Linked DNA regions of Mus musculus: region 1 is linked to region 2. A link is a contact called in public Hi-C data. All regions are on one chromosome and are shown on one strand. Each heading gives the region's core, a stretch centred on a gene start, on an enhancer-like site or on the middle of the called end of the contact. The rest is flanking DNA. Distances are from core to core; before and after follow the strand shown. Region 1 holds the start of Anks1b (ankyrin repeat and sterile alpha motif domain containing 1B). Region 2 overlaps Gm46238 (keratin-associated protein 10-12-like).

Region 1 (4,814 bases), core at 681-3,180, 46 kb before region 2:
TTAAATCTTGCCCTTTTTCAGGTATGTTCATTTCACTGTAATATAACCTTTTTCTTCCCCCCTAGAGGCAGTATTATAATTAATTGCACCATCTGATCACAACCTATGAGAACCTGTGTCCATGCCACAATATTTTCATGCATAAGTTTGTATCAAACACATAAGGACATCAGCACAAAAGGTCAGAGCAGCCGTTCTCAACCCCAGGGCTTGCAATCTCTTTGAGGGTCAAAAGACCCTTTCATAGGGATCACCTAAGACTACCAGGAAACACAGATATTTACCTTGCAATTCATAACAGTAGCAAAATGACAGTTATAAAGTAGCAACAAAAATAATTTTGTGGTTGGGAGTCACCACAACATGAGGAACTGTATTAAAGGGTCACAGCCTTGCACTAGTTGAGTGGATAAAGATGCTTGCTTGCTCTCAAACCTGAGAACTTGAGTACCACTTCCTGAATCTGCATGATAGAGGGAGAAAACAGGCTCTCACAAGTTGCCCTCTGCTTTCTGAATGGGGTAGATGGCATGCACAGCGTGCACACACACGCACACACACACACACACCAAGTAAGTGTAATTATTTTTATTTTTTATAAAAAGTAATACAAAATATTTTTAAGCAAGAAAACCACTCCAGCTTTTAATTTTTTTTACAAGTATCATTAAGTTGCCATTAAGAGATGTTTTAAGATAGAGTTATGTATGATGATAGATGCCTCCAAAAATACACAAGACACACTGAACAATCACGACTTGAGAACTAAAGAGCTTTCCTTGAATTTCATTGAGTGCTCTTCAGGCTTCCTGCCTCCTAAGAGATTTCATTTGTTCAATTCAACTTTTAATAGTTTCTCAAACATGCAGACAAACCCTGCTCTCTCTAGCTCTCTCTAGTATGGTGAATAAAGACTTTGACTTTTTTTAATGTCACCTTAGAAAGAACCTTTGAGAACTAATATTCGTCTCACCTGCAACATGTTAACATTAAAAGGCCTCTGCTGTATTTATTCCACACACGCTTTCCCAAGCCGGATGTTTCCCTCAGCTGTGTCTGGGAAACTGAAAGTAAACTAAAGCTGCCCAACCTGCCTCATCAAGTTTTACACACTCCTGATTGACATCTCAGAAGGTTCCCTGGCTTTGTTTTTGTGGGATCGTTACCCACTGCTGATGCTTTCTGCCCAAGAAGGAAGCAGCAATCCAGGGAGTCGGTGGCTTTCGCAGGATAACTGCAAGCATCCAACAAGCTTCTCATTTAAATAGCCAAATAGTAGGGGGTGGGCTTTCACAGCTGCAAACACAAACAGTACCAGGCATGCCGATTTCCTTCTAGCAACACCAGTACATGTACAAGTTCTGCACCACGGTTTAGAGAAAAGTAGCTGATTGACGCATTGATGGAAAAGCTATTTTAAAATTACTCCAAGAGTCTAAAGCATCGGTCTAACTGGGAGGCTCTTGCCTCCTCTTCACACACACGGTCTGTTTTCCTGTCTAATTTAAGAATGAATCGCTGACACCTCCAGGTGCAATATACCCTGAGGAGAGAACGTACCCATCACAATGCTAACGAGGGGTGTGCATACCACCACCACCACCCCGAGCCCGCAGTGAGTGCCAGTTCTTACCTTAGCAGATTAGACAGGGGCAGAGGTCCGGATCCACCACCCAGGATCCCTCCTTTCCTGCCAGATAGGAGTTTCTCCACCAGAGCCACATTGCCAGTACGAGCAGCTTCCAGCAGCTCCTGGTCCTTCCCCATAGTCTCTCACCGAGTCCGCTACAGAGTCCTTTCCCTGCTCCAGGTCCACTCCCCAAAAGCCAGGGCCCTCCCCGCCCCACCCTATAAGGATGCCCGGGCTTATTCCCTGCAGCCCCGCGCAGGGAGCAGCACGCCGTCCTCCTTCTCTCCGCGCAGCTTCTACAATGGGGAGCAGCCTGTGTTTGGGCAGAGGGGCTGGCCAAGCGGCGACGCGCCCCCACAGCCACTCCCCTGCATTCCCGAGGCCTCCTTCCCGCGGGTGGGGTGCGAGCGGGTGGGGACCGGGCCCGGGCGCTGCCGAGGAACGGAAGGAGGATGCTGAGCTCAGAGAACGCCGAGCCCTGAGCAGGATGCTCCGGCGCTGACAGGAGGATGCTGAGCAGCGGGGAGGATGCTCCGGCACTGAGGAGCTCAAGGAGCGCTCTGAGGCTGATGAGGAGGGAGCGAGTCGAGCGCGTCCTCCCCAGAGCTAGAGGGTATCGAACCACGGCAGCGGAGGCCCGTGCGTACAAACGCCCAGCCTGGATCCACCTGGGTTCCGCGCCCGGCGGGCTCGGGGCTTACACGGGGACGACGGCCGCGGCCCGCGGCTGGGGTGGCTGCGGCCCGCGCCGAGGCTGGGCTGTGCGGACGAGCCGCGGCGGGTGCGTGCGGAGGGCGGCGGCGGCGGCGGCGGCTCGGAGGCTCGGCGCGCGGGGGGCGTGTGCGCGCGGCAGGTGCGGCCCGGGGCCGACCGTGGGGCGGGCGGGGGGTTGGGGGGGGGGTGCAGTTCTGTGCCAGTGGGCGGGGTCCTCCTTGCTCCCTCCTCCGTGCTCCCTCCGCTCTCCTCCCTCCTTCCCCGCTCTTTGCTCCCTCTCCCTCCTCTCTCTTCTCCCCCCACCCCCCACCCCGCTTCTGCTCCCTTCTCCCGTCTCTGAAGAGGTTTAACTGTGTGAGTACTGGAGATCACCCCGCTAGCTGCTGAGGCGCCTTCTCTGCCTGAAGCCCAGAGTCAGTAACCAGACTTGGGGAAAATCTTCCACTAGGAGGTGATGGAGAACGAGGTGCTGAGAAGAGGCGCTTTTGCTGCAGTTTCTGTCCCAGTCCGGGGGACTTGAAGGATATTTCATCCTCTTGCTTTACCTCTCTGGTGAGAGTCTGAGATGTCCGTCCTTGGAAGAAGCTGAAGAGGTTTGGTTTATCCTAGTTTCTGAACCACTGAATGCCTTGTGACTTTTGCAGGTTTTTTAGGGTCTTTAATCAGCCTGAATTTTACTCGGGCTTTGGAGAGCTGCTGACTTGTGCAAATACCAGAAAAAGGGTTCTCATTGGAAATTCTTCCACATCCACCCTAGGAAAAATATAAATGGGCATGGATGAGAGAGCTGCTTTGATTTGCATATATCATCAGCAGTTCATTGTGTATGACTGCCTTGATTTTGTTGGATGTTTTCCTTGCTCGTGGCAGAGAACGCATGCTTATTTTCTTTTGAAACTTCCTGTGACAGCTTGTGGTCAGTTGATAGGAAAAGATGTGATTGTCATTTTGCTTACAACAACCCAACGAACTGGATATTATTACTGTATATTACTTTAGAACTAAAGGAGAGGTCCAGAAAGGGACAAGATGCCACACAGTCGTTGGCTGACAAACTGGACCTGGGAGCTAGTAAGATGCCTCAGCAGGTAAATGTGCTAAGCCAGAAGACCTGAGTTCAGTCTCCCCAGCCCTCATAGTAAAAAGGAGAAAAATAGGGGCTGGTGAGATGGCTCAGTGGGCAAGAGCACCCGACTGCTCTTCCGAAGGTACAGAGTTCAAATCCCAGCAACCACATGGAGGTTCACAACCATCTGACTCCCTCTGGAGTGTCTGAAGACAGCTACAGTGTACTTACATATAAATAAATAAAAATCTTTTTTAAAAAAAAAGGAGAAAAATAGCTCCCACAAGTTGTCCTCTGGTCTCCATACACACACACACACACACACACACACACACACACACACACACCTGTGTGCTTCCATTAAATAAATAGATAGATAGATAGATAGATAGTCTGAGAGATAGTATTTCCTGAGAAGAGTATTTCCTGCTCTTGCAGAGAATCAGTTCTGTTCCTAGCACCCATATCGAGTGGCTGACAACTTTGTGTAACTCCACCTGTAGAGAACCCAGATCGTCTGGCCTCCACAGGCCTGACAATTATGTGTGCATACCCACATACACACACAGAATTAGAAATATATCTTTAAAATAAATGGAAAAAGTTAACAGCTGGATCCTAGAACTGACTTAATTCAGATCCCAACCTGAGACCCCATTGAATAGCAAATTACACAGAAATTAATTCTTACAAACATTTGATGAGCAGTTACCACATGCCAGAAGCCATATGTACTAAATGCTTTCTACACTTTTTGTTTCAGTACTCAACAAAATTTCTGTAGACTATGAGACTATCATGTGTGCATTTCACTTTTCTGTGGAGTCAGAGGTACCTCTTTTATCCTTAGTGCGCATACGAGGAAACTGATGAGCTCAAAGTCACATCATTGGAAACTATGATAAGACAGATCCAGGACTCCCTGCCACTTAGGCCAAAACTTTAGGTAAACAACAGGGAAACTCAAAAGACATTCAGATAGATAGATAGATAGATAGATAGATAGATAGATAGATGGATGGATGGATGGATAGATAGATAGATAGATAGATAGATAGATAGATAGATAGATAGATAGATAGAGTAAATTAGAGTGTTTTTCTGTAGCTCAGTTTTCTAAAATTTTATTTCAGTGGCTCAGAGCATCAGGTAAATTTGTAGCTTCTCCTTGCAGGATCCCCAGAGGGTATAGAGTTTGACTGTCTGACATTTTGTTTTTCCTTTTCATTTTAAAATCTATTTTAATGAGAAGATGATATATGCCCCCTGACATAACAGGCCTAGCTAAACCGTTCGTGAAACAAGAAATGAGTAGTCATGAATTCATTATGCACAAGAAAATCCCTTTCTTCCTTACTACTGTTTGTCTCCTGAACAAAACAAACTTTTCCCAGAATACCCTGT
Region 2 (4,714 bases), core at 2,187-4,686:
TTAGAGGCAGTTGTGAGCCACCACATGGATGCTGAGAACCAAGCGGGCATCCTTTGCAAGAGCAGGGAGCACTTTTAATCTCTGCATCATTTCTCCAAGCCTTGAGCTATTTTAGTCCCTTTAATCGGCATGTGCTGCCCATCTCTGTTTGACCTAACATAATGGTGACCATTACGTAAGCTCTTTCCAAATGGACTAACAAACCAACAGTTTCCATCGACCCAAAGGCAACCTAGTAGTGTCACCAGATCGCATCCAAGACCCAGAGCTGAGATCTCTCCACTTTTCTAGAACCTGTGTATATGAGGTCTCCAGCAACGTATTTGGAAAGTGCCCCAAGTGAGGACTTTTTGTCCTTTTGCTATAAAAACTTCAGTCCCCATGTTGGAACACAGCATTTGGGGCAACCTGAATCTGTGTTCCCAGGCCATAGTTGCTCTAATTTGGCTCCAGAACAAACTCTTATTTCCTTGGAGGTGAGAGCTGCGTTTTCATTGGGGGCTACTGTAATATGATCATCAAGGGGACGAGTGGACGCAGATCCATGGTGAATCTGCGTAGATCTCAGGCACACAGAAATGCAGCTCTGACTAGGTAGGTCAGTGCTTCTCAACCTGTGGGTCCTGACCCCTTTGAGAGCTAAAGGACTTTCATAGGGGCTGCATATCAATTATTTACATTATGATTCACAACAGTAGCAAACTTAGTTATAAAGTAGAAATGAAAAGTCTTATGGTTGGGGGTCATCGCAACATGAAGAACTGCACACATTACAACTGTCACAGCGTTAGGAACGATAAGAACCACTAGGCTAGGTCGATAAGCTAACAAAATCATGTATTTATAGATCATTGCCTCAGACCATCTCTGGCCATGGCCTTCATATAAAGGATCGGTAAGGATGATGGGAAACTGACTTTCCTAGTTCTGGGTGTAAGCCCCCCTGGGACTGGAAAAGCATGTTTCCAGCGTGGTAGATGATGCCTTCTGCCTATCTGTAGCTAGTTTTATGGAACACAGTATAGCCACTCATTTACATGTTGCTGATAGCTGACTTCAATGTTATGGCAGAGATGGGTGCCTGCAACAGAGACCACAAAATATATACCCTTACCCTTTGCAGAAAAAAAATGTGCTGACTTCTGTCCTAATTACCATAATTACTGAACACCCCCCCAAATGAAATAAAGATATAGTAAACTTTTTAAAAAACCCTACAAATGTACATGTATAAACCATACATATGTATATTTAGGAAACTTGACTCAGTAGAAATGACCTTGAATGGTTATAAATCACACAAATTATACATGGTGGACATTTGAAACCCAAGTAAAAATACTCGTTGAAGACCCTAAAAGAATTATCTGGACATCAACTGCAGCTCCTGGATCCAGCCACATAGCCTGTCTCTTAGTTCTGCCTCACACCTCCCGACTTGCAGGTGGCGCTTTCCAGACTTCAGGTCCAGTGTCATCTTCTAAGAGGTCTTTAGTCTCCAAGACTGGATTACACAGATTTACTTTCTCAGAACATACTGAAGTTATCCATTTGCCCCTCCTCTACATTGAATCCACACAAGGAGGGAGAGCTGGCGCTCCTCAGACCCTGCCTGCCACACAGATGTTAGAAACGTGTGTAGAGTACTGAGAGCGTCACATCCCACGACAGCCCTCATCCTCATCGGTAGGACCGTTTTAAATGGTCTGGATGTTTAGCAGACTGTGCTTCCCCCCCTGACTTTCTGGTTGACAGCCTAAGGCTTTCGTTCTGGTTTACATTCATTTGTAGTGGGTAAGGGGAAAGCAGCCATGCTGCACAGGCTTCTCAAGGCAGAATTGTGTCAACTCCTGGGACTTGTTCCCCTCTGTTATATAGACACTTCTTCCTAGATTGAAACACTCCATCCACCAAGGAAGATCTTTAAGACAGGTAACCAGGTCAAAATAGTTTCAGGAAGTCCCTGAAGCTGACAAGATTCACGCACAGCCATCTCACTGGCCACATAGGTGCTAATTTCAATGTTTCAACATTTATACGGATTTCCCTATACATCATGGTAATTCATTAGACTGCATCTAATAGTTTCTAAAAAACCATCATGCTTCCATTTTACATCATGTTAACTTTGGACTGCTCAAGAACCAAACAAAATATATCAAATATAATTCAATAAACTGATGGTTTAAAAACATTACTTAGTATTTGAAAAGAAACATTAAAATGTTAAAAACTAGAAAAGTGGCTCAGTAGTTAAGAGCACATACTGGTCTTCTAGAACCAGAGCTTGACTCCCAGCACTCACGTTAGGTGGCTCCCAATCAGCTCTCATTCCAGCTTCAGGGGACCAAATGCTTGCGGCTTCTGTAGGCACCTACACTCACATGCACATATCCACACACAGACACACATAACTGCAAATACAAGTTTGTTAAACTTGCCTGTTGGGCTAGGGAGATGGCTCAGTTGATAAAGTATTTGCCACAAAGGCATGGGAAGCTGAGTTTGGAGCTCTAGGACCCAGGTCAAGAAAGCCAGGCATGGCTCACAGACTAGATCGGCAAGTGCAGAGTTTGCGTGGGTCTATATACTAGGTCCTCTGCATGTACGTTCCGGTTGTTGGCTTGGTGTTTGGGAGACTCCTGACTATGGGAATTGGGGTGTCTCTGACTCTTTTGCCTGCTTCGGGGGCCCTTTTCCTCCTCCTACTAGGTTGCCTTGCCCAGCCTTGATGTGAGGGTTTGTGCCTGGTGCTATGGCATCTCATGCTGTGCTCAGATGATGTCTCTGGGAGGCTTGCTCATTTCTGGGGGAGTTGGGGGGGGGAGAAAGGGGAAAAGGGAAGGGAGAACTGGGAGGAGTGGAAGCTGTGCTTGGGATGTGTTGTAAAGAAGAACAAATAAAAACAATATTTTAAAGGTCAGGAATGATGTCACAAGTATGTAATCACATGTATGTAACCATAGTGCTAGGAAAACAGGTGGATCTCTGGAGTTCACTGGCCAGCCTAGACAAACCAATTCAGTGAGAGACTCTATCTCCAAAACTAAGGTGTGAGGGGGTAATCCGAGAGGGCAGCCAACATCAATCTCCAGCTTCCATACATGCATAAGCATAAGTACATGTACACACAGAGAGACAGAGAGAGAGAGAGAGAGGGAGAGGGAGAGGGAGAGGGAGAGGGAGAGGGAGAGGGAGAGGGAGAGGGAGAGGGAGAGGGAGAGGGAGAGAACATAGTGCCTCTAAGGATAAGATAAAAGAAAAGATTATTTGGGCTTTAAGGAATTAGGCACAACTGAAATTTGGAGTGTCAGCCACTTTTCCCAGAGAGAAAGCATTTCCGACGCTGCTCCCTGGACTATTTGCACTCTGTTTAGCAAATGGGATTGGCAGCTCTCAACAGCCGTACCACCATATGTCACCACAGATGCCAGATGACACTCTGAGTAGCAGAGGAATGTGCTGGTTTTCCACCTTGTGACAAGTCAGCCAGAAACTCAAATACCCTACAAGCTGAGGGCAGTGTGGCCCACACTCCCACAATGCTGTGTCACACTTTCTCCACTGTGGACAAAAAGCCCTCATATCCACTTCTAATAACTAACCACCTTTCTGTCCTTGTCCCATCTCCCTGACATCCAGCCAAGGAAAAGGCAATCCTGAAACCTCTCCTCACATCTCACTTAATGTGCGACGGCCAGCACTGCATAAGGCCCAAGAAATGCAAAGTTTAATAACAATGACAAAACCCTCCTGTCCTCATGCAGCTTACCATCTAGTAGGTCAGACGCTAATCAGACAGACATGTCTAAAATCACAGAGGCTACAGCAGCAGAGATTTGTGATCAAGTGGGAAGGCAGAACAGCTGGTCTTAAGGAATCATGGAATGTTTCCCTTAAGAAAGGATGGAGGGGCTAAGATCTGAGAGACAAACAGGAATTAGCCAGGCAACGAGGAAGGACATATATTTCAAACCCCTGAAACATGCGTCAACCAAGTTTTTATTTCATGCTTAGAACAGGGTAATGAGGACAGAGGACAAAGTAAAACATGCTTAAAAAATAAAAAAGGCTCACTAGTAACAATAAGTGCTAATCTCTACTTTAGGTGTGTTTTTAAGAGGTGTGTGTGTGCTCAAAACAACAACAAAAAAGAGGTGTGTGTAGGTGTGTGTGTGTGTGTGTGTGTGTGTGTACCAGATTTAACCCCTTGCATGGTGAGAATCAACTTACTGGAAACAGTAATTACACATGAGGTAGACTTCGAGCAACAGCAATGAAGAGTTACTAAAGGATGTTTATTCTAGGGACTAGAACAGCTTTGGTTAAAGTTGCTTACAAGGCCACACATGGCATCTAGTTGGCTATTATTAGATTTATACATGCTCTAGCCAGACAGAACTCCAGCATGGAAGAGTAAAGTGGCACCATTGTCCCACCCCAAGCTGACAAGCTATGACAAGGCATTTGATTGGCTATAGGAAAGTCAGGTTTCTTTAATGATGTGACCCTGGTATACTGACCACATCCAGGAGCAGCTGGCCAACACAAACTGGATTTGATGGGTGGAGATCATAAAGTTGGGTGGGTAGCGTGGTGGGGAAAGAACTGGGAGTTGGGGAGGGCATGTGTATTATCAAAGTACATAGAATTAAATTACCAAAGAATTAATAAAAACATTATCAGATGGTGGAGAGAGCTCTGTTTAAAGACC

What was found. A called contact is a pair of places that touch in the nucleus more often than the background predicts.
Region 1: a contact with region 2 is called in a Hi-C map of cerebellum, with 1.9 times the contacts expected there. The contact joins the promoter of Anks1b here to the enhancer-like site in region 2. A contact is called at or near these places in 6 of 484 Hi-C or Micro-C datasets (cerebellar granule neurons, cerebellum, cerebral cortex and 2 more), 3 of 115 datasets of contacts at active chromatin or transcription factors (embryonic stem cells and neural progenitor cells) and 1 of 9 other capture datasets (adipose tissue).

Annotation. Positions count from the first base shown.
Region 1 is chr10:89,870,625-89,875,438 of GRCm38.p6, reverse strand. It overlaps Anks1b (ankyrin repeat and sterile alpha motif domain containing 1B), which reads right to left and starts at 1,930. Exons shown (of 27, transcript NM_001359241.1): 1 at 1,634-1,930. The coding sequence starts at 1,767.
Region 2 is chr10:89,825,808-89,830,521 of GRCm38.p6, reverse strand. It overlaps Gm46238 (keratin-associated protein 10-12-like), which reads right to left. Exons shown (of 2, transcript XM_017314187.1): 2 at 3,987-4,714. Among named protein-coding and RNA genes, the nearest start is that of Gm46238, 5.3 kb to the right of the region's middle. Within about 2 kb of position 3,436, at least 4 of the 459 cell types and tissues checked have an H3K27ac peak or open chromatin away from gene starts, as enhancers often do. A contact at or near this core is called in cerebellar granule neurons and cerebellum, where this site is marked.